Linked DNA regions of Gossypium hirsutum: regions 2 and 3 are each linked to region 1. Evidence: chromatin contacts called from public Hi-C data. All regions are on one chromosome and are shown on one strand. The core of a region is the stretch at or near the end of the contact, and the rest is flanking DNA. Distances in the headings are between cores, read along the strand shown. Region 1 holds the start of LOC107922578 (zinc finger protein SHOOT GRAVITROPISM 5). Region 2 holds the start of LOC107921426 (non-specific lipid-transfer protein 4). Region 3 holds the start of LOC107921200 (non-functional NADPH-dependent codeinone reductase 2).

Region 1 (4,583 bases), core at 752-3,251:
AACTGATGCTTGCAAGTTTGACAAGTGATCTGCATGATTGTAGCACTTATCTTCTTTGTGGCTTGATCTTTCAAGGCTTGAGCTTTCTCCAGTTCACCTTGCGCTTGTTGCCTTATCCTCTTTGCACTAGCGAACTCAAGCTCAGCCATCTCGATCTGCCTCTTAGCTTCTTGTCTAGCCTTTTCGGCGTAGGCCTTCTCGGCCATGGCCAACTTTAGCTGCCCACTTGCGAACTCTTTCAACCTAGTAGCTTCCAATGTCGTTTCACTTGCATTCTTTTCACCACCGTCGTTGGACCCTATCGATAGCTTCAAATGTGTAGCGTACTCCTCATCTGAATCCCTCGAGTTAGCGGTTGATGAAGGTAGAAGTTGAAGTTCAAGATTGTGTTGCAGTTGTTGGCGCTGATGGTCTGAACCAGACACACGCTTGTACAAGAAAACAGGCTCCGTTGATTTTGTTATCGGCAATCCATGCAATGGGGCGATGCTAAAGTTGGCATCGCTTGAAGGACTAGTGCTTGAAGCCGTTCGAGAGGAGCAGGCTGCTGCAGGTTGCAGCTGCGCCTGCAACTCAGGTTGAACTCGTCGAATGGTGCAAGCATCTTGGTGTTCAATGAAACTCTCCACCCTGAAACGACACAGATTAGATGAGAATTTGGACTGTTCCATTTTTAAATAATCAAGTTTGGATTATACAGACTAAGTCAAGGAAGCAACCAAGTCCTCTTCATGTAGGGTTAACGAGGAACAAAGCAATATAAAATTGACTTTAGTTAACTATAGGTCGGATTATGAGACTAGGTTTCCTGTATTAAAATACTAATTAAAAAATGAACTGGGGTCTGAATTCTAGTGTCTGTAAACGACTATTTTGCGTGTAATTGGGTTTTAATTAAGTAAACAAACAAAAACATGTTATGGGGAATAGGGAAGAGGAAATCAATCTTGGATTTCGTTTTTTAGGATAATTTTGAGGGTATTTTTAGGGTTTGAATGTGGAAAAAAATTGAGAGGAAAGAGGAAAGAGGAGGTTGTATTTTGGGGGTATGAAGAAGTGAAGTGAGAGTGACCTGGAAAAGACACGGCCACAGTCACAAGAATGGCCTCGGGTGCCACAAGTCTTGAGATGAGCCTTGTAATCAGACTGAACAGCGTAACCTTTAGAGCATTTCTCGCAAACCCACTGTTTCTGATTGCTGTGTTTCCGCCGGAAATGTTTCTTGATGCCAACCAGATCACCTAAAGCATGGCAAGGGTCATGGTGCAAGCAGGTTGGCTCGGGGCAAACGAACACCCTCTTCTTCACCTCTTGTGATTCCCTTTTCAGCAGCTTCCATGGCACCTTATGCCTTCTCCTATGCATTTGCAGGTTCTGGTCTCTTTGAAACCCTTGGTTGCAGATCTCACAAACATATCTATCCGATTCCAGCAACGTTTTTGGAGATAAAGAAACCACCTCTGCATCAGGATCTACAAACACAAAATCAATTCAATTATGAACAAAACAAAAAACAGAAGAATAGGGTATTAAACTAATGAATTAAAACATATAAGCTAGTACAACCTGGGGTGCCTGCTGGCTTTCTTTTTCTTTTATGGGTGGCCCCATTTTCCAAAGGAGTGAGGGGATCAGAGGAGGAAGATGGAAGGGGTGCAGCAGAAATTGAAGAGTTGTTGTCTAACATAGTGATGGTTGCAGTTCACTATATGTGTTGTGTGGGTGATGGAGTTTGAAGTGAAAAAACAAATCAATCAATCTTGCTTTAGCTGTACAGGTGGTGGAGGGCTTGGCTTGGAGTAGCTAGTGGGGGAGGGGAAATTCAGCTTTACTGATAACACTACACAAAGGAAAATGGGGATCAGAGAGAGAGGGAAGGGAACATGGAGAAGAAGAAAAAGCTATTGCTTTCTGCCATCAACTTTCTTTCTTTTAAGCTTTATTTAAAAAAAGTTTTCTTGGTTTTGCTGTTTCAATTAGACCCCCACCATGAACAGGTAAGGTTGAGGCAAGTCTTACTTATAAAGCTCCTTTGAATGAGAGAGAGGAGAGGGGGCTGATTCAATCACAAATGCTTGTGTTTTGGGGGCCCACACCCACATAATAACACACAGGCATTTGGACAGGAACAAAAAATCATCCCCACAACAAAACAAACTGTCATTATTCAATCACACAGTAATTTGCATGAATTTATTTCTTTATTATTCATATATTATTCCTATTTGTATATATGAATAGGAACTGCAGGCCACACCTCCCTTCCATTTCCACCTGACCTTTTTTTTTTCTCTTTTCATTTCCCTTTTGTGAGAAAAAGTTGAGATGTAAATCTTGGGGGGGGGGGTGAAAATGGATTATTTGTTTGATTAAGCAAAATTTAACTAAAACCCTAAATTAGTACTGTTTTCTTTCAGTTTTTCTAAAGATGAGGGAAACAAGATTTGTCACTTTCAAGAAGGTTGTAATCATTTCTATAAGAGAATTTTTTTTTCTCTCTTTTTCTTTTACTTATTTAAAATCTCCTCCCCATCCTTCAAAATTTGCCCTATTCCTCATTATGTAACTCTTTCTCCAATAAAGAAAAAAGGATATTGGAACCCTAATAATTCTATTTGCCAGAAAGTTACTGTTTTATCACTCAGCTAATGAGCTCAAAAGAGTTATTGTGGTAGATACTGATTTTGCCTATACATATAAAAAGTTGAAAAAATAAAGTTTTGAATGAAAAGTATTTGAGCTAAAGATAGAATTACAGTGATGAAATTCAACTCAATTGAAGTACGTATCTACATTGTGATATTAAATAACAATATTATATATAAGATCATATTGGCTCTGTATATGAAATGGGTTTGCATGGGTTCCAACAAACACTCTTATTCTTTTATCATAAAACATCGTTAATTATCATCATGGAATTGTGTAAACCCTATAGATGATGATAATGGTTTAAATAACATATCGATAAATATTAACAGAATCTTTTTTACTACCCCACTTATTCAATCAACATTTTAATTCAATTATCAAATAATGTGTTTGAATTACTTTCTTTAATGATAACTTGTTATAACAATATTTCATTATAATAATCAAAATTTTAGTAGAATCAACTTTTATATTTTTATTTTAATCATTTAAAACAATTCACTTATAACCAGAGGGGAAATCATAAAATTTTTTTAGGGGACCAAAATTAAATTGTAATTTTTACTATAGTAAAAATATAATTTATCATTTTAATAGCCTATATCTTTATATTTTTTAAAGGATTAAATCAAATTTTTATCATTTTAAGGGGTCAAGGTGTAATTTTACCTTTACTAATTTAAAATTTTAAAGGGCCTAAATGAAAAGTTTTCCATATTGGGGGAGATCGGGGCTCGTGCCATCCCCACAATAAGCATAGTTATGAAGTACATTTCTTTTATTAAATTACTTCTTTATAACAACATATTATTTAAAATTTTAAGTAATATTATAATTTTTATCATATAAGCAAGTCTATTAATTATAATTTATTAAATAAAAATGATCTTAATTAAAATATTATTCCAATAAAAAAATTTAAATTTTACATGGAAAAATCTATTAATCATATTTTATTAAATGAAAATAATGTTCAATGAGTGAAATTAAAAATATTAATTCAATAAAATATTAAGTTTTTTAATTAAATATTTTACAATGAATTTAGAACATCAAAAACTTATAAATTGATCTCATGCCTGCAACATAATGCTCTCCTGTATATATTTTTTAAAGATAGATAACTTATACTAATTAATTAAACTCGTTAGTTTTATAAATTTCATAATTAATTATGTGAAAGAATGTAAAATAAAATATGCATAAAAGTAATAAATTTGCACATGCTATACACATTTTAGTTTTGTTGATTTGATTCTTACTTTGTTTCTTTTTTGAACATAATTCTCACTTACTTTATATGGTATGATATGGTAAGTTTACAATAATTATTTCTTTATAATAACATGCTATTATAAGTGTATAACAACCGTCTTTCTATAACAGACAAAACTTTAAGAAATAAAGTTATAGAAAAAATTGATAGTAATAATTGGTATTATATGAATTTTGATGGTAATACTAATATTTGTATCTGTGTTATTACCGTACCTAAAATGATTAGATCTATAGTAGCGACCTTTAATCACTGGCTTAAAGCAGTTACATAGGATAGAGACATGTTATTAATAAGAGTTGTGCCAGAGTAGTATATCCTTAGCCAAATATATAGTGTTTTTAATGCATTTTTAAAAACTAATTAATAATATGAATTATCATTTGGTGGTGGAAATTTTATTTTATCTTATTTATTTAGTTTTAAACATTAATTAGGTTTTCTAATTTTGAAATTGAAGGCTCTATTATTAGTATCATATCGTACTGGACGTAATCTATTCATAATTTTTGTGGTGATAAATAAAAATGTTAATTATTTATTTAGAAAAATGGTTGTTATAAGAACCAGAGCTGCTCATCATTTTAAACTTTTCTCGTCGGCACGATATAGACATTTGTTCGCTATCTTTTTAACCAACCAAAGATAAGAAATA
Region 2 (4,583 bases), core at 984-3,483, 450 kb before region 1:
GAATTAAATCCAGAAAACTTCCATAGGTGGGTATGCACCAAACATTAGTTCGCTAGAAGCTTATAAATTTGTGGACTAACTATCAAAGTGCGCCAAAACAGACAATTTCACATCTACACGCCTTCTCGGATCCGCCAAATTTGGCGTGTGACATAAATACCTTCTAATGTATTTTTAATGTGTTAGAAAACTTTTATTTTAGCGTTTTTAGTGAATTTAGGCCTTTAGTATATTATGTTTTCTAAAAAAATATTTTTAAATAAAAACTAATTTAAAAAGAAAGAAATATGGACAGGTCAAGTCGATCTGGATTTACCTTTCTTAAATTGGATCAAGCTTGGGCAAAAAAATGTAAGCCTATTTTTCAGGCTAGGCCAAACCCAGACTTGAAAAAATTGGTCTAAGTACCTTGCATGAACCCAATTCAAATCCGACCCAACCTATGAGCAACTATGAATAACGCTGACATTTAAGAAACAAGTAGTTGCTGGAATAACTTCTGTGATTGCTTACATATACAACCACTTTGAGCACTATCGAATTTTTTGTTTCCCTAGAGCTCAAAATTATATATCGGCAAAGCAAAACATTTTCACCACCATCTACAATAAGTTTATTTCTCGATGAAGATCACTTTATAATTTTCTCCTCAACTAAAGAAAAAGTATTATATGTAACAACCATGCGAGGTCAACCATCCTCAACCGAGGAAGAGAACAAGAAAGAGCTCACACATATGATCAAAAGCTACCTCGCCTAAAGGGCGCACACCTCACCTCACGCTGCATGAGCATCGTGCTTAGGCTAAATCTTGCATCAAGACCCATCTCCTACATGTTTCGCTCATAGCCATTGCTATTAGGACCTACAGGGGGGCTCCATAGTAAAACAACAAATCCTCTAATCAAATTGAGGTGCACATGCAGGATGGCCCACAATGACTCAACTATTAACTTCCTTCAGGAAAACACTTATCCAAGGAACCACATCAAGCCCTCAGCTATATAAACATTCTATATTGTGTAGATGACTCCAATACATTACTTTACATATCAAAACTCTATCAAGCATTCTCTAGAACCTTCTATTCCTCTCCAATCCCACAAGAACAACATTAATAGACTCTTTGCACCTTCGTATAATTCCTCATCAACCTTCATCACTAAATCTTGCATCAACAATTCAAATAAATTTTTTTGGTGCAGATAGATATACCTTTAGACTGTACATTGCTCTCTTCATATATCTGACCCCTCTATTCTCAATATTTGATTAAAAATATTCAAGCAAAGCTTTTAAAAATATCATATAATATTGTTGGTAAAATTAAAACTCTTATCATTAAAATTTAAACAATTGTCAGACCTTTCACTATAATATTTTTGTCAAGAAAATAATATCAACCTCAAGACTACAAATGTGGTAATATTGAACAATATATATTCTCTTAATAATTTATAAAATAAATATTTTATTTTTAATAGTAAAAAATATATTAAATTTACTAAAAAAAGTATAAAATGAAGCAAATAGTAAATTATGTAATAAGATATGTTTTTTTAGTTGGAGTGTGTTTGGGGACAATAATGACTAATAATTAGGTTGTAATCCAATTTGCTTGACTCTTGATTTAATTTCAGATTATTGGTTGAAGTCACTAAATATATGTTGTTTTTATTATTTTCTGCTTTGATTTTCATTGATCATGCATGGTGTTGATATTTAAGAAACAATTAGGATATGAAAGCATATAGGAGAGCACATACGTCAAGTATATGCTTTTCTTATTGAGATCATGTCATATCCAGCAGTTGGTTAATAAGTTTAAGCCACGTATAGTCTAATATATTTCAATATATCATAGTGGAGCAAATTATTGAAAGCTCCAAGAATGCCAAAAAGATAACGGAAACCCTTTGATGCATATGTTAACACTGCCACCTACCCTAAGGCAATCTGAAGAAGAGAACATGCCAGAAAAAATTTAACAAAAAGCCAAGGAAATAGCATTCTACTTATGAACCAAAATCTACCAAAGTAACAAGCGATGGATCCTTTCAGTGGGAACATTCAACTAATCATTACATCTTGAATAACCTGAGGGAAGAAGAAGACACAAAATGCTTCCACGTAAGTCTCCCACAACCACCGCACTAAACCCAAATTTCACCACCCCACAGGCCGAAACCCTTTTTTTTATTATTAAAATATGTGTATAAATATGCATTGGTGGAGGTCAGCAAAATCAGTGTGGAAAAAGAGTGAGTTTCGCGGAGTGTAACAGAGATGGCTTTGAGCTTGAAACCTTATTGTCTGGTTGTTTTGTTTTTGATTTCGATAAGTTTGAATGCATTGGTCAGTGATGCAGGTGCAGCAGGAGAGTGCGGGAGGACCCCAATCAGGTCGGCTGCAGCAAGCTTAAGCCCATGCCTGGGAGCGGCTCGGAATGCAAGGGCTAAAGTTCCTCCAGCTTGCTGCGCCAAGGTGGGTGCCTTACTCAGGACTTCTCCAAGGTGCCTTTGTGCTATTTTGCTATCACCATTGGCAAAGCAGGCCGGGATCATGCCTGGGATTGCTATTGCCATTCCCAAAAAATGCAATATTAGGAACAGGCAAGCTGGCAAAAAATGTGGAAGTAAGTACACTACCTCATTCTCTTCTTTATCTTTTGAAAGTGGTGTTTAACTTAACCAAACATTTACATAAATTAATGCCATGTTTTGGGCTCAAGACTGGCAAATAACAACGGCCATTGTGCATGTGCATGTTTCCTTTTGGGCTTGGTTTTGAAGATTAAAGGTATAAACGTAAAGCCCTAAAGTGATTAGCACAAGCTCGGCAACCCCAGAACATCAAGACCAAGCTGACTGGTCCAAGACATTCTCATTTTTAAACGGGCTTTAACTTTTTTCCCCTTATAAAATTAACTAGACTAGAATTCATACCACCCATTTTGGGGGAAAAAAATCTTTTAATATAATTTGTTAAAAAATAAATTAAAATTTAAAAATAATTTGTTAAGTTTATGATTATTTTTACTGCTAATTTTTATTACTATAAATAAAAAGAAAAATATATCTTAGTGGATAATATTTTTAGAGTAAATGGCATATATTATTGAAAACTAAGTATTTTATATAGTTATATTATTTGATATCATTAAAATGACATATATATTTTTAAAATTTTTAAAAAAAGTATTCCAATATGTTGAGGCTAACTAGTAAAATTTCGACACTTTTCAGGGTATACAGTCCCATAAGAAGGCAACGATGAAGGAGAATAATGGGTGATTTTGTAGGAGGGAGAAGCTGAGAGCTATGAATAAAGTATTGGTGCATGGTTACTTGGTGATTCATATATTAGTTTTAATGTAATGTTGAGAATTTGTGTAAGATGTGGAGGTTGCTTCAACACCTACGTCTTCTTTTATGTACCTTCACCTTTACATTATAATAATAATAATCCTTAAATACAAACCCTCTCTCTCTCCATCAATGCAAACCATAATAATAATTTGTTACTACAATAGATTTCGCATTGGATTAATTATTTTTGGATTAAATTGTAAAGTTAAAATATATTTTAAATTCTTATATTTGGAATTTAATGATTATATTTTTATTTTTAGGAATTTAGTTATTTTATTTTTTGGATCTAGTTATTAACACCGTTAATTTTTTTTTGTTAAATTCTCTAGTGTGACATATTGAAATTAAAAAAAAAAAAGAATACTCATTTGTATCCATGTAACAAAATAAGATAATATTGTAATGGACTTGAATGTAATACATAATTTTAATGATATTAACAATTATTATAAATTCACTCAATATTTTAATCAAAATAAAATATTTAGATTAACTAATGACATTATAAAAGTTGAGATACCAAATTATATAAAAATAGAGATTATATTTCAAAATTAAACATAATATAAGGACCAAAATTGAAATTTAACAATTAATATATAATCTTTAAAAAAGACATAAAAGAAAAAGTGTCTATTTGGAAAGGTGTTAAATAAGAAATGCCTCACAACATTTTTATCCCTTTTTAAAGAGCGGATTTAGTAGCAATCTTAACTCATAAATGAAAGCACTGATCAACACCTTTAAATATATAAATTGAAGTTAAAAAATTTGAATAAATGAATTTGCAATTAAACATGCTGATCAAACCCTATAAATGCATCATTTAAAATAAAAAATTATAATTTAATAAATATAATTTTTCATGCGGATATATATAAAATATATTATGTAGAAATAAAAACTAAAAGATAATAAAATAATTTTTTGTTTCTATTTTTTTTCTTTTAACTGCTTGAAAAATAATGATAAATTGATTCGTAATTTGACATATACAAACACCTTTAAATATGTATTTTCTAAAAAAAGGAATTAATAAAATATTTTTTACTAGATAAAATGTAAATTTTAAATCAAAAGAATTCATAGTTAAAATATTAAGGTATATATTTTTTCTTAAAATAGACATTTTAACTTATAGATAGATTTTTTTTTTGTGTGTTAAAAATGCGTTTTTAAGAAATATTTATGTTAGTAGTTTAATTGAAATAG
Region 3 (4,583 bases), core at 1,241-3,740, 260 kb before region 1:
AAACTTAATAATAAATAATGTTGAATTAAAACTTAATTTAAATTATATATATTACATATATGAGAGTACATATTCACACATTAGAGTTGTAAGGGATAAATGAAACTAAACATTATTTTAAAAAAAATACTCATATTTATATAATTAAAATATTCATATTTTTATACTAGATTAAAATATGTCATAAGTCCTTGTACTCTTCATAAATTAGAAATTTAGTCAATGTGCTTTTATTTTTGGTTTAGTCCTACTTTTTAGATATCAAAATTCAGGTTCAGCTATTAGCATTATTAAAATACTTTGTTAAATTCATGTTCATTATAATGTCATTTTTTTAATTACATAAATACCGAGTATTTTTTATTTAAAAATGTGACATCAAAAAAATTGACAAAAAAAATAACAATGTTAACAATGAGACTTAATTTTCAATTCTAAAAAGTAAATGACTAAATTATTGCAAATAAAAGTACAAGGACGAAATCTCAAATTTGTGAAGAGTACATAGACTTATGGCACATTTTAACATTTATACTACAAAACATTTACTATTAAAATATTTATAATTTTAATAGATATTTATTATTTAAAATATTAATATTGAATATTTTTTCAATAATATATGATGAATATTATTTAACATTATTATTTTTAAAATTTATTATTAAAATAAAATTGAAATATTAAATAATATTAATAATTTATTATATGATTAGATATAGATAATTAAATATGTATGTTTGATAATATTGAAAATTATAATATTTTATATTAATATTTTATTAATTTTACATATTTTAAACATAAAAATAAAAAATTATTATTAATATAATAATATTAAGCTTTACTTAAATTAATTTTTATATAAAAATAAAATCACTGGAGTTTTTATTTCTAGAAAATAAGTTATGTTTTTTCAAAAGGTAAATATGGGAAAAAATTCCAAAAATTATTTTCAGTACTTTCCGGTGATTTTCTAATACTTGCAACATGTTACTCCACAAGAAAGGACAAACAGAAAAATAGGATGACTCTTGACTCAATAAGCTCCACAATCACATTTTATTGTCCCCATAGTTCTCGTCTGCTAAATGCTGGTTCCAACACAATAAAATGATGGTCCCATATATACACAATACCACCAAACTATAAAGATTTGCATATGGGTCCATTTGGTTTATTTGTAATAAATCCGGTAGATAATGAAAATCAAATCTCTCCATCCCAAAGCTCTTCAAGAGACTTGTAAGGACCATCATCTGATACAAATTCCCCAGCTGGAAACCCTTTGAACTGTGGAAGTTGGCTTATCTTGCGAGACTCCTCAGCACTGAGCTTCCAATCAAAGATATCAAGGTTTTGTTTCATCCTTTCCTTGTTGAAGCTCTTCACAAGCACACATACTCCTTGTTCATATGCCCATCTCAAACAAACCTGAGCAAGCGATTTTCCCTTGGCTTGGGCAATTTCTTTGAGTAGCTCACATTCCATCACCCGATTTGTTCCCCACAGCGTTCCTTTTGCCCCCAAAGGAGAGTAAGACTCGATAAGTATGCCCTTCTCATCGCAAAACTTCCTCAGTTTCTTTTGCTGCCACATTGGGTTCATCTCCACCTTTCACCCCATACATCAATTCATACGAATCCATCATTAGTTACTTATACTATTAATTTTAATTGAAAAACATTAAGCAGATGATACAAAACATTAGGTAGAAATTAAAGTGGTCCTCACTTGGTTCACTGCAGGTGGGATTTTGGCAGTGGAAAGGATAGTTTCGAGTTTCTTGCAGGAGAAATTGCTTACTCCTATAGATTTTGTTAGGCCAAGAGCTTGACACTCCTCCATTGCTTCCCACACAGATTTTAGATCAATAGGAACAAGGTCCTTCTTCTTAACAGGCAACTCATATTCCCCAGGCTTCACGCTCACTGGCCAGTGAATCAGATACAGATCAAGATATTCCAACTTCAAATTTCTATACAAATCAAGAAACAATAAGTAAACCAATAAAAAGCACATAGTGAAAACATCAAGGGAACAAAGGGATAATACTTGAGTGTTTTTTTGAGTGCTGGGAGAACACAATCATGGTGTGCATCGCTACACCAGAGCTTGGAAGTGATAAAGAGTTCGTCTCTGGATTTGATTAACCCTAGACGAAGAGCATCTGATATTGCTTCACCTAAAGGCTGTTCAGTTTGGTAAAGAGCAGCCGTATCGAAGTGACGGTACCCTACTTCGATAGCTTCGAGAATGGTTTGTTTCATGGTATCGATGGAAGCACCGAAAGGGTATTCGGCTGTGCCAAAACCTAGAAGGGGAATAGCTTTCTCATTGGTTGAATGAAGAGGGAAAGTTGGGACGCTTTGATATGAAGTGGCAGACAACTGTGAACTGCTTTCTTGCATTTTGGTTCTAGCATCCATGTTTACTGTATCTGTCAATAGTATCCTTCACCATGCCATCTCATATATATTACAAATTTTTGAGTCATTGGTCTTTTTTAATTATTACTTTGATGGACGTCTTTTTCTATTTAGAAAAAGAATTCTATCTAAATAATAAATAAATTCAAGTGGGTGTTCATTATTAGAAAAAGAATTCTATCTAAATAATGAATAAATACAATCCCCCCGCGGAATAAGTGGGTGTTCATTATTGACCAACACCCCATTCTTTGAAAATCGAAAGAAGAAGAAGAATATTTTCAACCTTGATATAACGTGTAAAGACAATGATCAAATTTGTTGGTGTTAATGAGATTTGAGATTGTGTCTTGTGGCTTGAGATTCAAAAATGTATTTTTGATGTTGATGGAGTCTTAATTTGATTGTCATGTGTATTGTTGTCAATATAAGAGGAGGTAATTAGTTCGAGTAAATTGAAGCGTATTATAGGTAGTTTTAGGTATTATCCCAAAAAGAATAAATATAATAGAATGTATGATAAAATTGTTAAAAAAAACGTGTTTTTAATATTAAATAACGTTTTTTACAATAATAATATTAGGAGGAGTATCTATACTATTTAAAAAGAGGTTGATTGAGTTGATCACTCTCAATTAAGCTTTAACTCAGTTTTTAAATTACTATAAGACTATTATTTAAAGGTTTATTGCACACTTTAGTTCTTGAAATATACCAGTTTCTTACATTGGTGACTAAAGTTTTTTCTTAGCCCACTTCAATCTTTAACATTATTTGATGTTCTCAATTTAGTCCTTATCATTATCAAACCTTCTCTGTTCAATGTTTTGGTCACTAAATTAGGAATGTCTAATAATGTTAGGGATTGAAGTAGGCAAAATAAAACTTTAAGGACCAAATTGAGAAAAGCAATATATTTCAAGGACTAAAGTGTGCATTAAGCCTTATTTTAAAAAATAATAAATACTATTTTGAAGATATTTTTATCTTTTTTTCATACAAAATCTAGTAAAACATAGGATTTGAACCCAAAATTTCATAAAACTTACCAACCAACATAACCATTTCAATTATAAAGTAATATTTAATTCTCATTTTAATTTTAAAAATTTTATAAAACCCTAAAAAATATTCTATTTTTTCTCCAAGTTATTTGTTTCTTCTCTTGTATTTTGCCCGACGACGGTGCCAATCTCCGGGTTGGCTACTACTGGCCTGTCTTTCTTTTCTTTTTTTCTCCTTTTTCACTTCATGATTTATTTTGTGGGTATCTTTAACGTCTTTACAAATTGTGATGGATAGATGATAATGTCAATTGTTATTGACACTCCATCACCCATCGACAGTTTCTCTTAAAAAGTGGATGGTTCTTTGTTGGTTTCTTAATATGTTTCCGTTTTAAGAGTATTTCAAAATAATAAATGACTTCACGAGTTAGTTTGGACCCATGTTGTCTTAAGTTTTATATGTTTTTTTCATTGTTAAATAAGTCTTCACTTATGCATGTAGACTTGCTTTTGCAAGTGGGTTTAGGGATAGTTTTGTTGCTACCCTCTTCAATTTGGTGGATGTTTAGTTCTTTTGTCGATTTAGACCATATAGGATGAATTTCTTTATCGTATTAAGTGATTGCCTTTCATTGCCCATGAGGGGTGTTTGTTATTTAAATCAAATATATCGTGCTTGAGTTATGACAAAGCCGATTGTCAATGTTACATAATGTTCATTTGATGCTAAGGCTGAAGTCTTTATTTTGTTGATGGAGCTTGTCGGGTGTTTGTTATTTTTTCTTTTTCAATTTGTATAATCCTATTCATAAAATGAATTAAAGAATTTTTCTTCAAAAAAATTCTCATTTTAATTTTTAATATATTTAATATATAATTATTTTCGGCATATATTCTAACATCTTTTAAGCGAAAACAAGGAAGTCTCGATCACTTCAATGTCAACCTTTTGTTTTATTTAAATGTCAAGTATTTTAAAGGAATTATTTCATCATGTATCCAGCTGTTCTGTAGGCGACTACTCTATCATGTACAAACAAAAAAATCTCTCTAAAAATTAATATTTTTAGGCATTAATAAAATTTCATCTTATCATTAAATTTTAAATACATAAAATTATTATTATACATAGTAACATATTTAACTT

The links. A called contact is a pair of places that touch in the nucleus more often than the background predicts.
Region 2: a Hi-C map of leaf shows a contact between it and region 1, with 1.8 times the contacts expected there. The contact joins the promoter of LOC107921426 here to the promoter of LOC107922578 in region 1. A contact is called at or near these places in 5 of 34 Hi-C or Micro-C datasets (all in leaf).
Region 3: a contact with region 1 is called in a Hi-C map of leaf, with 1.9 times the contacts expected there. The contact joins the promoter of LOC107921200 here to the promoter of LOC107922578 in region 1. A contact is called at or near these places in 4 of 34 Hi-C or Micro-C datasets (callus, hypocotyl and leaf).

What each region holds. Positions count from the first base shown.
Region 1 is chrD01:42,299,585-42,304,167 of Gossypium_hirsutum_v2.1, reverse strand. It overlaps LOC107922578 (zinc finger protein SHOOT GRAVITROPISM 5), which reads right to left and starts at 2,001. Exons shown (of 3, transcript XM_016852668.2): 1 at 1,567-2,001; 2 at 1,073-1,472; 3 at 1-630. The coding sequence starts at 1,687.
Region 2 is chrD01:42,748,418-42,753,000 of Gossypium_hirsutum_v2.1, reverse strand. It overlaps LOC107921426 (non-specific lipid-transfer protein 4), which reads left to right and starts at 2,233. Exons shown (of 2, transcript XM_016851277.2): 1 at 2,233-2,635; 2 at 3,246-3,479. The coding sequence starts at 2,287. The coding sequence ends at 3,262.
Region 3 is chrD01:42,559,587-42,564,169 of Gossypium_hirsutum_v2.1, reverse strand. It overlaps LOC107921200 (non-functional NADPH-dependent codeinone reductase 2), which reads right to left and starts at 2,490. Exons shown (of 3, transcript XM_016851082.2): 1 at 2,056-2,490; 2 at 1,735-1,978; 3 at 1,035-1,614. The coding sequence starts at 2,429. The coding sequence ends at 1,210.